Linked DNA regions of Urocitellus parryii: region 2 is linked to region 1. The links are chromatin contacts, called in public Hi-C maps. All regions are on one chromosome and are shown on one strand. The core of a region is the stretch at or near the end of the contact, and the rest is flanking DNA. Distances in the headings are between cores, read along the strand shown. Region 1 holds the start of LOC113199544 (D-dopachrome decarboxylase-like). Region 2 holds the start of Mmp11 (matrix metallopeptidase 11).

The links. Hi-C and Micro-C count contacts between places; a contact is called where the count stands out from the background.
Region 2: a Hi-C map of liver shows a contact between it and region 1, with 5 times the contacts expected there. The contact joins the promoter of Mmp11 here to the promoter of LOC113199544 in region 1. A contact is called at or near these places in 2 of 2 Hi-C or Micro-C datasets (liver and muscle).

Annotation. Positions count from the first base shown.
Region 1 is chr3:154,506,622-154,513,931 of mUroPar1.hap1, forward strand. LOC113199544 (D-dopachrome decarboxylase-like) reads right to left here and starts at 4,020. Exons shown (of 3, transcript XM_026412553.2): 1 at 3,913-4,020; 2 at 3,407-3,582; 3 at 1,182-1,254. The coding sequence starts at 4,020. The coding sequence ends at 1,182.
Region 2 is chr3:154,744,783-154,752,092 of mUroPar1.hap1, forward strand. It overlaps Mmp11 (matrix metallopeptidase 11), which reads right to left and starts at 3,696. Exons shown (of 8, transcript XM_026381246.2): 1 at 3,566-3,696. The coding sequence starts at 3,676. It overlaps Chchd10 (coiled-coil-helix-coiled-coil-helix domain containing 10), which reads left to right and starts at 7,218. Exons shown (of 4, transcript XM_026381248.2): 1 at 7,218-7,310.

The DNA of each region.
Region 1 (7,310 bases), core at 2,770-5,269:
TTACATAGTGGTGTTAATGTTTAATATTGGAGACTGATATGGCCATGTTATGATCCTGCTGAGAGTTAGACCCCAATTCCATCTTCAGGCACTGCAACTATTCATTCACATTCAGCCCACAAAAAAATCCTTGAGCCACTCTGGGAAAAGGTACACCCATGAAACACCTTGGCAGAAGAAAGGTATGCAGAAACAACTGGGACAAGCCAGGGGAAGGAACTGCAAGATGTAGTTTTAAATGAGAGGCTTCAGCAGTGTTTAGGTACAAATACAGCAAGGGCAGTCATATTCCCCCCTTACTAACATGTAGACTGCACAGAATAAGTTTCAATTTGATATTTCACAAAAGGATCACCAAACATTTAACTGTTCAGGGAAATAGCATCCACCAGTGCATGGAACATCTGGAAAGCTACTTAGATGGAGACTTCCTTTGGGTTTCTCTACTTGCCTGTACACACTCTGAAATGCAAAGGCATAACATGGTATGTTGATGGGGGAAAGGGACATTCATTCAGTTTCCAGTGGCAGATATTGAATTTCCAGTTGGCATGTTGGGACATGATTCACAAAGTGCATTCCTTCAGCTAATTCTTAGCCAGACCTTAATAGAGAGTGTCACCTTTTTAGAATGACTAGAGAAGCTTTCAGAAGTCCAGCCAGCCCTGTCCCCCAACTGAACAGGGCTTTGGTGGACAGGGAACAGCCCAGGCTACCCCAAGCAGAGAACAAGAACCTCAGGATATCGGCAGAGTATACTGGAAGTTTCAGGACAAATTAGCTGCATCCATGTCTCCACTTATTTGCACATGGGTATAGAGAAGAGAACCTGGAGGCTGAGACACCCACCCACAGATTTCAGCACTGTAAATATTTTAAACAGCAGCCCTGAAGACAGGAAACATCCTACCTCCATGTTCCCTAAGTACCCCTCCTTATAAAACAAATCACCTGCCTAGGGAAGCCAAGGGTTGCCAGGGAGGGAAGTAGGGAGGTAAAGAACTCATGTTTGAATGACCTCTTCATTTATTTGGCATGACATGGAGAAGAGAAGGATTGTGAGGTCAGCAGCATTTTTGTATGAAGGGTTTCCAAAGCTGGTATCCACTAGGCCTTGGCTGCCAGGATGATTTCATGGAAGGGACAGCAAGCTTGCAGGTGCTCTAGATCCTTAGTACCAATCATAAAAATGTCACAACTGTCCCATCCTTGCCAATTTGCCAGGGCTCCAAGGGGTAAAAGCGGATAATTATCCTTTGGGAAACAGAGAAAAGGATGTCAGCTTCTTGGCAAAAAAAAAAAATTCACTTTGCAAGACACCTACCAGGTGCTCCCTCATCAGTCCATGAAGTATTTACCAGCCTGCTCATCCAAGTTAATGATCTTCTCCTGGTCTCAAACAGGATAATGGGACTATCAAGTACAAGACGATGGCTGCACATCAGCATGGCCCACCCAAGAGAGACACAATACCATGGCCTTAGTGGGTATGCTATGTGCTCATTTGAGTCTGCCAGTCTGTGGGCTCAGAGGGACAGTCTTCCCTCCTAAATGCAGGCTGCATGGGGTATGCTCAAGGCATCAGGCACTTCTCTTTTCTCAAAGTCTGACTCAGGGTCAGGCACAGGGTGACCATAAAGTCTGTGGAATAACTGAATGTGCCCCTTTCACAGAGATGACAGGAAATTCTTGGTGAACAGCATCAGGGATGGAGACAGGTTGACAGGGGATGGGTGGTTGGCAGCAGGTGACAGCCTCAGTTTCCCCATCTGCCAAGTCAGCAAAATGCAGTCATCTATCTCATGGGATGGCAGGTCTTCACTAAGGGGTCAGGGCTTGTACAGATGAAATGGGATCATATGTGTTGAGTTCCTGGCACACGGTAGGCATTAATGCATAATTTATTGTTAGAGTTATTCTCTCTCCCCAGTTTGAGAATTTAAACACCCACCAGGAGCAGCTGTTCCTCACCAGCCTCCCTGAGTCAACAAGGGCTTCATTTTGGAAGGTCCTTTCAAGTTTCTCATGCCCTTAGTTCCTCACAGACATAGACTTGGCTTGGGAATATTTTTCACTCAGCAGGAAATCTTAACCTTATCACAGTGTTCCAGGTTTGGGTGGTAGGGCCTTCTTGTGGGGAAGAAAGGTCATTTAACCTTCCCCTTTCTGCTCACAGAAGAGGAGGCTAGAAAGTGGAGATGGTTCATTTCCAGTTTTGTCTTGGATCCCTCACCTTTGAGGGACCCAAAACAGGGTGTCTAGACATCTAGATCAGTGCTCTTTTCACTACTCTATCACACCTCCCCCAATTTTACTTGGGACCTGGTGGGGCTGATGTTCCATAGTCTTAGGACATACCCAGATTTTCTTCTGATCAGCCTAGAAAATACTTTTTTTCTAAGAGAATCAGACTCCCTGACTTCTTCAAGGTAATAATGTCCTCCTACTTTGCCTGGTGCCAAGGCAGGTGCAGGGTATAGGCCATCTCAATGACCGTTGCAGTGCCTCCTAAGGAGTAGTTAAAAGACTTCCAAGTGGACAGATGGAAACACTGTGGTCCTAGCATCCATGCCTTCTGAGGTCTCACAGTGTGAAAATAAAGCACAATGTAATGAACAACAAGAGCTTTCCAAAATGGTTTCAGTAGTTCATTAAAGGAAGCAGGACTTGTGTACTTTTGAAGTCATTATCAAAAATTGGAAGTTAGGTTGCCTCCACCCTTTGATTGTGGATATCTGAAATGATCTGAACCCTGAACCACAGGAAAATTCCACTGTGTCCAGAGATTTAAAATGCATATTAAGAGATTATTGGGGGGGCTGGGGTTATAGCTCATCGAGGCCCTGGGTTCGATCCTCAGCACCACATAAAAATAAATAAATAAAGGTATTGTGTCCCACTACAACTGAAAAATAAATTTTAAAAAAAGAGATTATTGGATTCATTTTATGGATATTTTTTACTAAATATGCATTTTCTTTCTTTATCTTCTAACTATTCAGACATACCTGTTCTCTCTCAAAGAAGATTCCTACAAAGGAATTTTTACTGCTCTGTAAACATGGAACATAGCTTGCCCATATAAAATTCAACTTTCCCTGCCTGCCTCAGAAAACTGGTTCAAAGCTGTCTTCCCAGTTTCAATTCTTAGGATTACAAATAACATTTTTTTTTTAACAATTTCTGAATTTGATTGATCAACAGCAAGAACCACTGCATACCCAGAAATTCATCCCATCTTACCATCACGGTGAACACAGACCCACCAACAGGAAGGAGGGGTGAAGAGGCTCAGGACTCCTGGGCAAGGCAAGGAATGTAATTTCCCCCCTCTTTATGCAGGGCCCCTATCACTGCCTCAGGTTGCAAGCAGTTCTAAATGGGTTCTTTCATTACCACAACACACCTGTCCTGGCCTAGGGCCAGCTCCTTGGTAAGGAACTCGAAGAAACTGGCGCTGTGGCCGCGGTTCTCCTCTGCAGTGCCCACCACGCCAATGGAGGAGACAATCAGCTGGGCACAGGGCTCTGTAGATCCACACAGCGCCATGGTAAGACCGGCTCGCACCGTCACGTTCACACGCTACAGGGGACACGGAAGTTTCACCTGAATCTGAGGCAACTGGACTAGAGCTGGGGACCTGGGCGTTCGAAAGCCGAGATGCGGAGAGTGTTTGGGGTTAGTACTCTAGGCAAGGGCCTGGATTCTTGTCGGGGTAAGGAACAAAGAAGGAAAAAAGCGACAATGAGAAGAGGGACCCACGGGTTCATGGGCATGGTAGGTCAGAGGTTGGCAGGCAATGAAGGGTCCCTGAGGAGAAGAGTCGTAATCACTGTGAGGAGGCGAAGAGTGGACAGACCCTGACCCCTAGTCTGCCAACCTTCCCTCGAACCTGCTCCAACCCTCGCTCACGTTCTCAGGTTTGCCCAGAATGGTGGCAGCGGTCGCGCAGAGCCGCTTCTCCAGACCCACGGGCACGCGATTGAACGGCAAGTTGGTGTCCAGCTCAATCGTGGGCATGTTCCTCAGGAGAAGGAGATCAAGAGGCGGAAAGATGCGCTGAGTGGAGTTCGAACTTCTCCAGGGTAAATAAAATAGAGAGCAGGGACGAGGCGTCACAGCAACTAGGCTCATCGTTGGCTGGCCAGAGATTCATCGATCCCGGATTGGCTGCCCATTCTACTTAAATTCCTGTCTCAGCCGACACATACAGGTGAGCAGGTTGATTCCTGTAAGTCAGGTAGCCCAGCACGCTGCAAGAACTCCAGCTACGTCAAGGACACGCCCACCTGCTGCCACAGGCTGATGGTGGTTTTCTCTTTCCTGGGACTTTCCGGTTCAGGTGCATAGGATCACGGTTCCTAACCCTGTACTTAGAGAGGGGTCTCAAAACACACACACACACACACACACACACACACACAGACCGCGGGGTTGTGGCTCAGCGGTAGAGTGCTCCCCTAGCACGTGCGAGGCCCTGGGTTCGATCCCCAGCACCACATAAAAATAAATAGATATTGTGTTCAACTACAACTAAAAAACTAAAACACACACACACACACACACACACACACACACACACACACCCCTACCTGTAGAGATCTATCATAAGTTGACCATAATCTCCAGTGTCACGGAGGTTTGACATTTTTTTAAAACGAGTTGTTACCTTTTCAAAGTCACATATCTTCACATTCAGTATGGAAATCTGAGACAAGGTGACACAAGCAGGTGCGATGGGGCTGGGAAAGAAACTAGGTTATACCATCCCTGCCTGGTCCCCATAGACATCTGCCTTTTATAGACTCTTACTCCTAATGCTGAGCCACATTCCACTAGGGGGTAGCAAAGGATAGATATTATAACTCAAATCAGTGGGTTGGTTCAAAATGATTATCAGTGTTGGAAAGTAATTTTAATAGGAAATTTCAAATACAATTAAAATTATGTGGGTGTATAGTTGCAATTTCAATTATGCATATAAATTACTATATAAGTGTGCATAATAAAGTACTCTCCATGGAAAGTCCGGGGATGGGGTGGGCCTCTGTCTTGACCTTTCCTGTCCCTTCAACAGTTTATTAGACACCAGATTATCAGAGGGTCTGGGATATAAGTCAGTTAGGTATATGACAATCTGGAGGAAATGGCAAGAACAGGTGACAAGTCTTGGATCCAGAGTTGAAAACAGAGAAGACAATGGTCAGGATTAGGAGTAGGCAAGAGAAAGCAAGTCTGCTTAGCAGTACCTTCAGGGCCATGAACAGGACTTCCAAAACCAGGGACTTCCCTCCCTGCAAGGAAGTTCATGAAACAGCCTTGCAACCTGCCTATGGAAAACAGATAATGACTCCTCAGAAAGCCAGAGACCTAAGAGATCAAGGCCATCCCTGATCAGACATCTCTATGCAGGGTCAACCAATACTTGTGGCACGTGCTATAGCCTAGGGGGCAAGAAGCTTGCTCCCTGCCAGGACTGAAGGAGGGAAACATTGGAGCTGAAGACCTCAGAGAGTTAGCTGTCCTTGCCTGGGGATAGGGAGGTGAGGGATGTCTCTCTGGAGAAGCAACATGGTGCCAAATGCCAAAAGAACAGGATGATATCTGACAGAGAAGGTGGGGAGGAAACAGCATGAGACAGGCCTCTGAAATGAATGCAGTTATGAGTCAGGGAGGCTTTTAGGAATAGGGGAAGATTTTCAGTGCTAAGTGCAATGACTTATATTTTAGGGGCAGTGAGGAAATCTACTTAATGTCAAATGGTCCTCCAGAAAGGTGGTATCCTATCTGCAATAGGGTATAAGCATGCTCGTGTCATGTTCCCTCATACACACAGGGCCCACAATGTGCCATGAACTAAGGAAATGCTAAAAATACGGATTTCAAAAATATATGCACATGGTAAAAGTGGTATGTGCATCTTGGACTCATGGGTACTTACTTGCTGGTGACTGAGGGTAAACCTGTTTGCATCTATTTATGGCCAATTTCCTCTTCAAGCAAACCCTTACTGTATTCCTTGGCCTATGTTTCTCCAATTTTTTGTTGTCCCTTTTTAAATTTTAATGCATGTATTTTCTTTAGTTATACAATGATAGAGTTGATTTTGACATAATTATAAAAACATGGAATATATTTTATTCTAATTCAGTCAGTCCCTAGTACCTTTCCTTTCCCTTCCCTCCTCTACCCCTACTCCCTTTCCCTCATTGATTTTTCTATTATTTACCCATAATTATTTTTTTTAAATTAATTTCTTGTGAATGTACACGATGGTGAGAGTCACTGTGGTATATTCATATATGTACATAGGAAAGTTATGTCAGATGCACTCCACTGTCTTTCCTTTACACATTCCCTTCTGTTCCATTCACTCCACATGTCTACTCCACTGAACTTCTATTCTCCGTCCCCTCCCAACTTATTGTGGGTCAGCTTCCACATGTCAGAGAAAATGTTTGACTTTTGGTTTGGGGGGATTGGCTTCTTTCACTTAGCATGATAGTCTCCTGAACCACCCATTTACCACCAAATGTCATAAAGTTATTCTTTATGGTCAACCTAATTGTGATATATATACCACATTTTCTTTATCCGTTCATCTGTCGAAAGTCACCAAGGTTGGCTCCATAGCTTAGCTCTTGTGAATTGTGCTGCTGTAAACATTGATATGTTTGTGTCCCTGCAGCATGCTGATTTAAAATCATTTGGATATATATTGAGAAATGGGATAACTGGGTGAAATGGTGGTTCCACTCTGAGATTTTTGAGGCATCTCTAGTCTCCAAGTCTCCATACTGCTTTCCAGAGTGGCTGCACCAATTTTCAGTCCCACCAACAATGGATGAATGTGCCCTTTTCCCCACATCCTCACCAACATTTATTGCTACTTATATTCTTGATAATTGCTATTCTAACTAGTGTTAGATGAAATATCATTGTAATTTTAATTTGCATTTATCTAGTTGCTAGAGATATTGAACATTTTTTCATATACTTGTTGACCTTTCATAGTTCTTCTTTTGAAAAAGTGTTTAGTTCCTTTGCCCATTGTTGTTTGTTTGGTTTGGTGTTAAGTTTTTTGAGTTCTTTGTATATCCTGGATATTAATGCTCTATCTGAGGAGCAGGTGGCAAAGATTTTCTCCCATTCTGTAGGCTCTCTCTTCACGCTCTTTAAAGGGCTCAAACAAATAATATTAAAGATCTTCCCTATGTGTGCCTGCCATGACCTTTGCACACCCTTCATGGAATATCTAGAGAAGACTATCTTCTGGATGGGTTTGGTTTACCTGGAAAATTCAGCAGCAG
Region 2 (7,310 bases), core at 2,446-4,945, 240 kb after region 1:
AAAAACAGGTCTACTTCCTGGGCTGGAGGAGAAGATGAAGCTGTGTTGTTTACTGAGACGTTCAGCACCTGTCTGGTCTGGGCCTGTCTGACTGAAGCAACTGCAGCCTCCCCACAGCCATATTTGGGGTGGGAGCCTGACCACTCAGTCTCCGCCTTCAGCCTCAGCCTCTGGCAGCTCTCCCACACTCCAGGCACCCAGAGCTCTGATCAGGGTACCAGCCTTTCAAGCTCCCCATTCCAGAGCTGAGGATTCAACTCCCAAGGACACTCCATCAAAAAAAAAGGCCCTTCTCAACCATCCGGGGTACTTGGAGCTACTTTAGATGTGAGCAATTAATAATAAGTAATTAAGTTTTGAACTTATTTACCTTGTACAACACAGCCAAAGTGGTAGGTCTCGCCTGATTCTGGACTTACTTTTAATAAGTACTTATTACTGTGGTGGACCAGTACCCTGCCTATAACTACACTGACCTGCTCTTAGTCCCTGGTGGAACTCTTATCAACTCCACTGTCATCATCCCCATTTCTCAAACAAGGAGATGGAGCAGCTTGCTCAGATAATAGCTGGCAGGGAGTGGACCCTCTGTGCTCTCAATCGGCTTCCCTCCCTTGCTGTCTGCTTTGTTCTTGAGGGTTGAATCATCTGTCCCCTGGAGGAGGAACCCTGGCTGACCTCACCTAGTAACAGAAAAATGGAAAATTATTAAGTACTTGCTATTTCCCAGGCACTCTGCATATGGGCTCATTGAATCTTCCACTCTAAGATGGGCATGATACCAATCCAAGGTCTCACCCTGAAAATGTGGACCCCAGGTCTGTGTGACTAGCTGCAAGGACCTGCTCCTATTTGGCCTATCTAGGGGAGAAACAGATTCTTTCTGTCAAGCCTAGCAGGGTGTGGGGGCCCTCCCTGAGAACCTCTAACAACCCGAGAGTTCAGCCTGTCAGCTCAGTTTATGCTAGAAATCTCTCTCCTCTGCTGCCCAGTGAAGCCTGGTATAGCTAGCCATGAAGAGAGGGACAATAATTGATGTATATACCCCATATACCCTGTCCCTTCCACTCCTTCTCTCATGAGGAACCAAGACCATGGTCAGACAACCCTAAACAAGTCACTGTCTTCTTTTAGCCTTCCCCATCCCTCAAATGGGGGATGGCACCAAAGAGCTAAGTGACATCCTTCTGTAATATCCATTGCAGCATCTGGCCCCGTTCTCTGCCTCTGAGGCCCTTCCCTCCCATACTTGGGAATTTGTTCTCCCCAAATTCTCTATCCTCCAGGACTATTGTCATCCAGCATAAGGTGGGCACAGACCACCTGCAGCCTTATCTACAGCCTTGGGGAGTTTGGGGACAAGCCCTTACCTCTTTTCTTGGAAGATGAAACAGAGCCCAGAGAGGTCAAGGTCTTTTTTTTCAGAGTCACAAAGCAAATCAGGCAAGAGCTGGTCTCAGACCGGGACTCATGTCTTCTCCCTTCCAGTACTTCCAACTCCTACCCCCAGCTCTTGGCTTATCTCCCAAACCCACATACCTGAGAAATTTCTGCTTCTAGTGCATTCCCTCATTCTTAGCTCCTTTGGGCTTCCCTGTGCTAGGTGCTTGGCTCACTCTGCCCCACCCTTCTCTGTTCTGACAGCCACCAACCCACAGCCTCAGACACACTCAAGGAATTTCTTGGCTGACCCAGTCTTCTGGTGGAGCTTAGAGACTCAAGGACAGTGCCTGATCAACTTCTAATCCACAAAATGGTGGAGGGGAGATAAGGGAGGACCCCAGACTAGGAAACCACTGGTTAAGGCCAGGTTAGTTGTGTTCTTCTCTTGACCCCAGTTTGCTTTCTAATTGGTTTAATTAAGCACAGCTATGTTTTCTGCTATCAGTAAGAGGTGATTTCGAGAAGAGAGCACTGTGTTACACTGTGAGGAAGACAGGAAAGCGTATCAGGCCATTCTCTGAAACATCAGACCCATCTGAGGGTCCCAGAGGCCAAGCAACCTGCCTACGGCACACAGCCACTTGACAGGCAGGATCGTCTTCTTTTTGCTTCTGCCTAATGGGCCATCTTCCCACCTCTCTCCTGGTTTTAGGAAGGTAGGCAGCTTTGTCCCACTAAGTTGCAGGCAGGGCTTTAATCAGCCCTGAAAGCTGGGAACAGGGATAGATAAATATTTACAGAAATCTCCTGGCCCTGCTGAAGGCAGCCTAGGGAAAAACACATTGGAGGTGACCCCAAATGCTCCAAGTATGTCAGTAGCAATAGACAACAATCCAGCTCAGACTCCACCTGGCACCCAACCCCAATGCTACCCTCTGCACAAACATCACAGTGACAGTTACAGGTGACAAGAGTGGCTTCAGTGTGCCTGACATTACCTCATTTAATCCTCAATAGTAGGCACTATTACCCCTCCTACCCCCTTCCCCATTACAGATGGAGCGGGTGAGGTTCTGAAGGGGAAGAGGACTCAGGATCACATGGTTCAAATCTCTCCAATTCTTGAACCCATAGGTTCAGTTGCTACCCAGGGGACGGAGGAGGGCTGGGGAAGATGCAAGATCTCCAGACAGATCTACCCTCTACCCATTGTACCCCATCTTTCCATGCCCTTCCACTCTCATAGCCAGAACCAGGCAAGACTGGCCCAGGCAAAGCCAGTGTGGCTGGACAAAGCCTTAAATCCCAGGATGCCTGCCTGTCACATCCTCCTGCTCTTATCTCTGGCCAAGCTATCTGGATGCCTCAGCTGCCCAGCCAGTACACCAGATACCTAGGGCCCTGTGGGTCTGAAGTGGTCCAGACTCTGGCTCTAAGCCCTGCCTGTCCCCCCCCCCCCCCACACACACACCACCACCACCACTTTCTTTACACAGCTTTGTTCTCTTACCTGGATTTTCTTCTCTCCCAAACACATATTTCATACTTTTCCTTTTTCTCCCCATCCATTACTCTCTGAGGATCTCAATCTCTCATGGTACCCCTTTCTTTCTGACCCCCATTGAAAGATCACCCACGCTGTCACTTCTAATTCTCCCAAACCTGCCTCATGCAGGTGACCAGAGGGAGGCATCTTCTCCAGGCTCACACTCCATTTTCCCCAGAGAAGTCTCTCCCCTCCCCAACTCTTTCAGTATCTTCTTTCCACTGCACACCTGCAGGCCGGCTTTCAGTGGCCACACACCTGGAAGCTGACAACTGCCTGAGACCTGCTGGCTTTGTCCCTGGAATGAATAGGGGGCCCTGTAACCACTCCCTTTGCTGCTCTCCCAACACACACCCCAGCATTTGCGGCTGGGAGCAGGTCGCCAAGCTGGGAGGGGGCGTGAGTCCAGCGCCGACTCCCGCCCCACCAGCCTGAGCGATCCCGGCGCAGGTTCCACTTGCATACCTCTAGGGACGTGAAGCTCATTATTATACCCACGGAGACCCAGAAGGCATTTCAGGTACCGGCTGCGCCAGCCCACCCAGGGCGTCCCCATGAGTCCAGCTCTGCCGGTGAGCCCATCGCGTGCCTGGTCTTCCCTTGGGGATGAGCAGCAGGCCGGTGACGGGCACTCACCAGCGGCTTGGCCCGGGCCAGCAGCGGCGGCGGCAAAAGCAGCAGCAGCAGCAGTAGCGGGAACAGGAGCGCGCGTGGGTCCGCGCCTCGGTACCCGGCGGCCCGTGCCATCCGCCCCGGGGCTGCTGGGCCTGCTGGGCCGCGCCGGGCCACCGCCCCTTATAGCCTCTGTCCCGCCCTCGAGTCCGCCCCAGCCCCGGCCCCGCCCCCCGCTGCCTTTTGTTCTAAACTTTCCCTGTCGCAGCAGCCTGGGTGGGGGAGGTAGATCCGGAGGGGCTAGACCGGCAGGGATCGGAGCCTGGAGACTAAAGTCCTGTTCTGGAGCGGCCCCAGCTCCAGCCCTCGGAAGTCTGGTGCTGGGTAACCCTGGCCAGCCAGTGCTGCTCTGGGCTGTGTGGGACCTTGCTGTGTGGGACAGGGCGTCCAGAGCCTCAGACCTAATAAAGAGTCTGAGAGAGTTGAGATTCACTCCTCCCAAGCCTTACCCCCACCTTTAAAGACTATCATTAGGCGGAGTCTCAATGGTGGCATAACCTCTAACCTGTCTGTGACAGGTGTTCTTGCCCATGGGCAAATTCTCCTATCCCTTAGAGACATCTCCACCCCCTTCCTTCTAGAAGATGGCACAATAGCTACTGTGAAGAAAGGGCTATTAAAAAGTGTCCCAGGAGAAACAGGCATATGGCAGAGACTGGCCAGTCCCTCACCTTGGAACAGATCAGAGATAATTTATAGATGAGGTAACTGAGGCTCTGAGAGGGAAGGGCCAGACTTTTCTATGCCAGAAGGCGAGTGGAGGGTCAGGAGACTCTCTAGCTGGTCAGCTGGGGAGAGTAAGCTGTAAGAAGGCTATAAGAGGGTATCTGAGTAGGTGACTGGGGTCCTGGGCTGTCTGCTGGTTAGGGCTCAACAAGTCCCTGTAAACCTCAGAGCCAGCCATTTCAGCCGTTTCAGGAGAAAAGGTAAGAATCAAAGGATGGGGTAACGTCCACATGCTGGAAGGGATCCTCAGGTCTCATCCTCAGTTGCAAGAGGGTGCCCACTCCTGCCCTGTAATGAAGAAGGGCCTCCCCACTGCAACAGGTAGTCTTCCCCATCATGGGCAACCCTGCAGAGTCCAGATGCAGGCAGTGGCTTCCTCCCATCCCGTCAGGCAGGGCCCTGAGCTGCTGCAAGGTGATGGAATATAAGCTTGGACCAAGAAATGGGGGTGGGATGCACTTCACAGCTTCTCTAGAAAGACTCCACAGAGACCCCTAGAGGGGGAGTAGGGGTAAGACAGAAATGAGAGTTAACTACCTAGACCGCCAATCTTTTCCTTTAAAGTGATTCACTTTTTAATTTAATTTTTTATTAGTGCATATAGTTATACATAATAGTTGGGTTAATTTTGACAAAAATCATATAAGCATGAAATTTGGTTTACTCATTTCAGTTCCTGGTACCTCCTTGCCCTCCTCCCTTCCCCTCTACTGGTCTTCCTTTCACTCATTCATTTTTTTTTTTTTTAACTTTTTTGAGGTACCGAGGATTGAACTCAGGGGCACTGGACCACTGAGCCATGTCCCCAGCCCTATTTCGTACTCTATTAAGAGACAGGGTCTCACTGAGTTGCTTAGTGCCTTGCTTTTGCTGAGGCTGACTTCAAATTCATGACCCTTCAGCCTCAGCCTCCAGAGACACTGGGATTACAGGTATGCACCTCCACACCCAGCTCATTTGTTTATTTTTGATTGGTGCTTTATAGATAAATATAAAGGTGGAATTCACTGTGGTATATTTATACATGTACATAATTTTGTAAAATTCATTCTGCATTTCCTGCCTTTTCCCATCCCTCCTCCTCCTCTATTTTCTTCTTCTATTCCATTGATCTTCCTTATATCTTTATGATGTTCAACATCCTCTCCCCACTCCATGTACTCCACCTTTTGCATATGAGAAAAAAACATTAGACCCTTGATTTTTGGAGTCTGGCTCATTTTACTTAGAAAGTGACTTACTTTTTAGAGGTAGACATTTCAATGCTTGTTTCAGTGTCAGCAATTCAAGAATTCATGAATTGAATCAATACATTTTCTGATACACATGAAAATACATAATTTTCAAAATTAAACATTCATTTGTGTAACTACCTTGAAATGGCCTTGAGTGCCATGCTCATCTTAGTGGGAAGCCCACCCTGGAGGTAGATGGTAACTTTTATTTCAGAGAGAAGAAAACTGAAGACCTGGCAGGGGAGGGCTCTGCTGCAGAGGATGGTTGAAGGAAGTAAATGTAAGAACATAGGAACCTGCATGACTTTCACATACAGTATGTGTGGCTGGGAACAGCTCCGCCTGCATTTAGCTGAGTGGGACCAGGTAGGGCTAGATCCAACTCAGCTAGCTGTTTGTCTTTGCCCCTGGTCCCTCTTATTCATAGAGGGATCTCTGCTCTTCATCCATCTCCTGGATGCTTTTGTTCTTGGTGATTTCCTGATTTCAGATCGCCTCTGCTGGCACACCAGACAATGAAAAGGGAGGGGAAAGAATTCAGGGTTCTCCCTGCCTCCAACTAAGGGTCATAATATGACCACAGCAAAGTCACCGAGGAAAGACCATAAAAACCTTGAGTTCCTGATGGGTTGGAAAGCCTTCTAAATCCACGCCTCTGGCTTCACCTTGGCCTGAAACCAAGGTGCTAAAATCTTTAGATCTCAGGATTCCAACATCTGTATTTGAATTGAATTCATGAATTGAATCAATACATTTTCTGATACATATGAAAATATATAATTTTCAAAATTAAACATTCATAATTCGTGTACTTGGTTTGATCCTTAGCCAGGTAAACATGTCTTTGCACTCTGGTCACAGCCTTTAGGACGGACACATTACTTGAATGTCGTGTGAATGCTATCAGTGTCTGGCACTGAAGCGGTGGGGTCAAGATCCCAGGGGACCAGCCGGGATTAACAGTCGCGTAGCAGAGCCTCCTAGCACCCGGACGGGCGGGGTGGGTGAGTGCGAGGACAACACTGCTCGAGGTTCCGGGCGCTGGAAGAATCAAAAAGTGTCGGTACGCCCCCTAGTGGGAGTTCTGGGGACAGATTTCTGTAGTCCTCGGCTTAACTCCACTCCTAACCCCGAGGCCACGTGACGGTCAGCCAACCTTGTACGGTGAGCAGGGACAGGGAATTCAGCCAGAACTAGAAGAGTTCGCGTCCTATTTCACAACCCCAACTTCATTCCCTGCTCTCCGCAGTATTTTTTTGGATTTTGGTACCGGGGATTGAATCCAGGGGCGCTTTACCACTGAGCTACATACAACTCCAGACATTTTTTTATTTTTTTAATTTTGAAATAGGGTCTCGCTAAGTTGCTTACTGCCCGGCCGTAAGTTGCTGAGACTGGCCGGGAACTTGCGATCCTCAGCCTCGCGAGTCGCTGGGATTACAGGCGTGAGCCATCCCTCCCTGGCCCTGTCGCCCTGCTTAAGCCCTTGGTGGTTTGCGACTTTGGCTTGAGTTCCTACAGCTTTCATAACTGGGATCAGGAGCAGGGAGGGAGCAGCCTCTCCTTTCCAGGTGAGACAGATCTTTGGTGCCACCAAAGAGGGCCTGGCTTGAGAAAAGCTCCTCTTTCAGCTGGGGGCGTGTCCCTAAGACTCCGCCCTAGACTCCTCCTTTAGCCCCTAGTGACTAGCGCTGCTGCGTTCGTCCGGGGGACGAAGCGGTCTCTGACTCAGCTCATTCAAGTCCCCC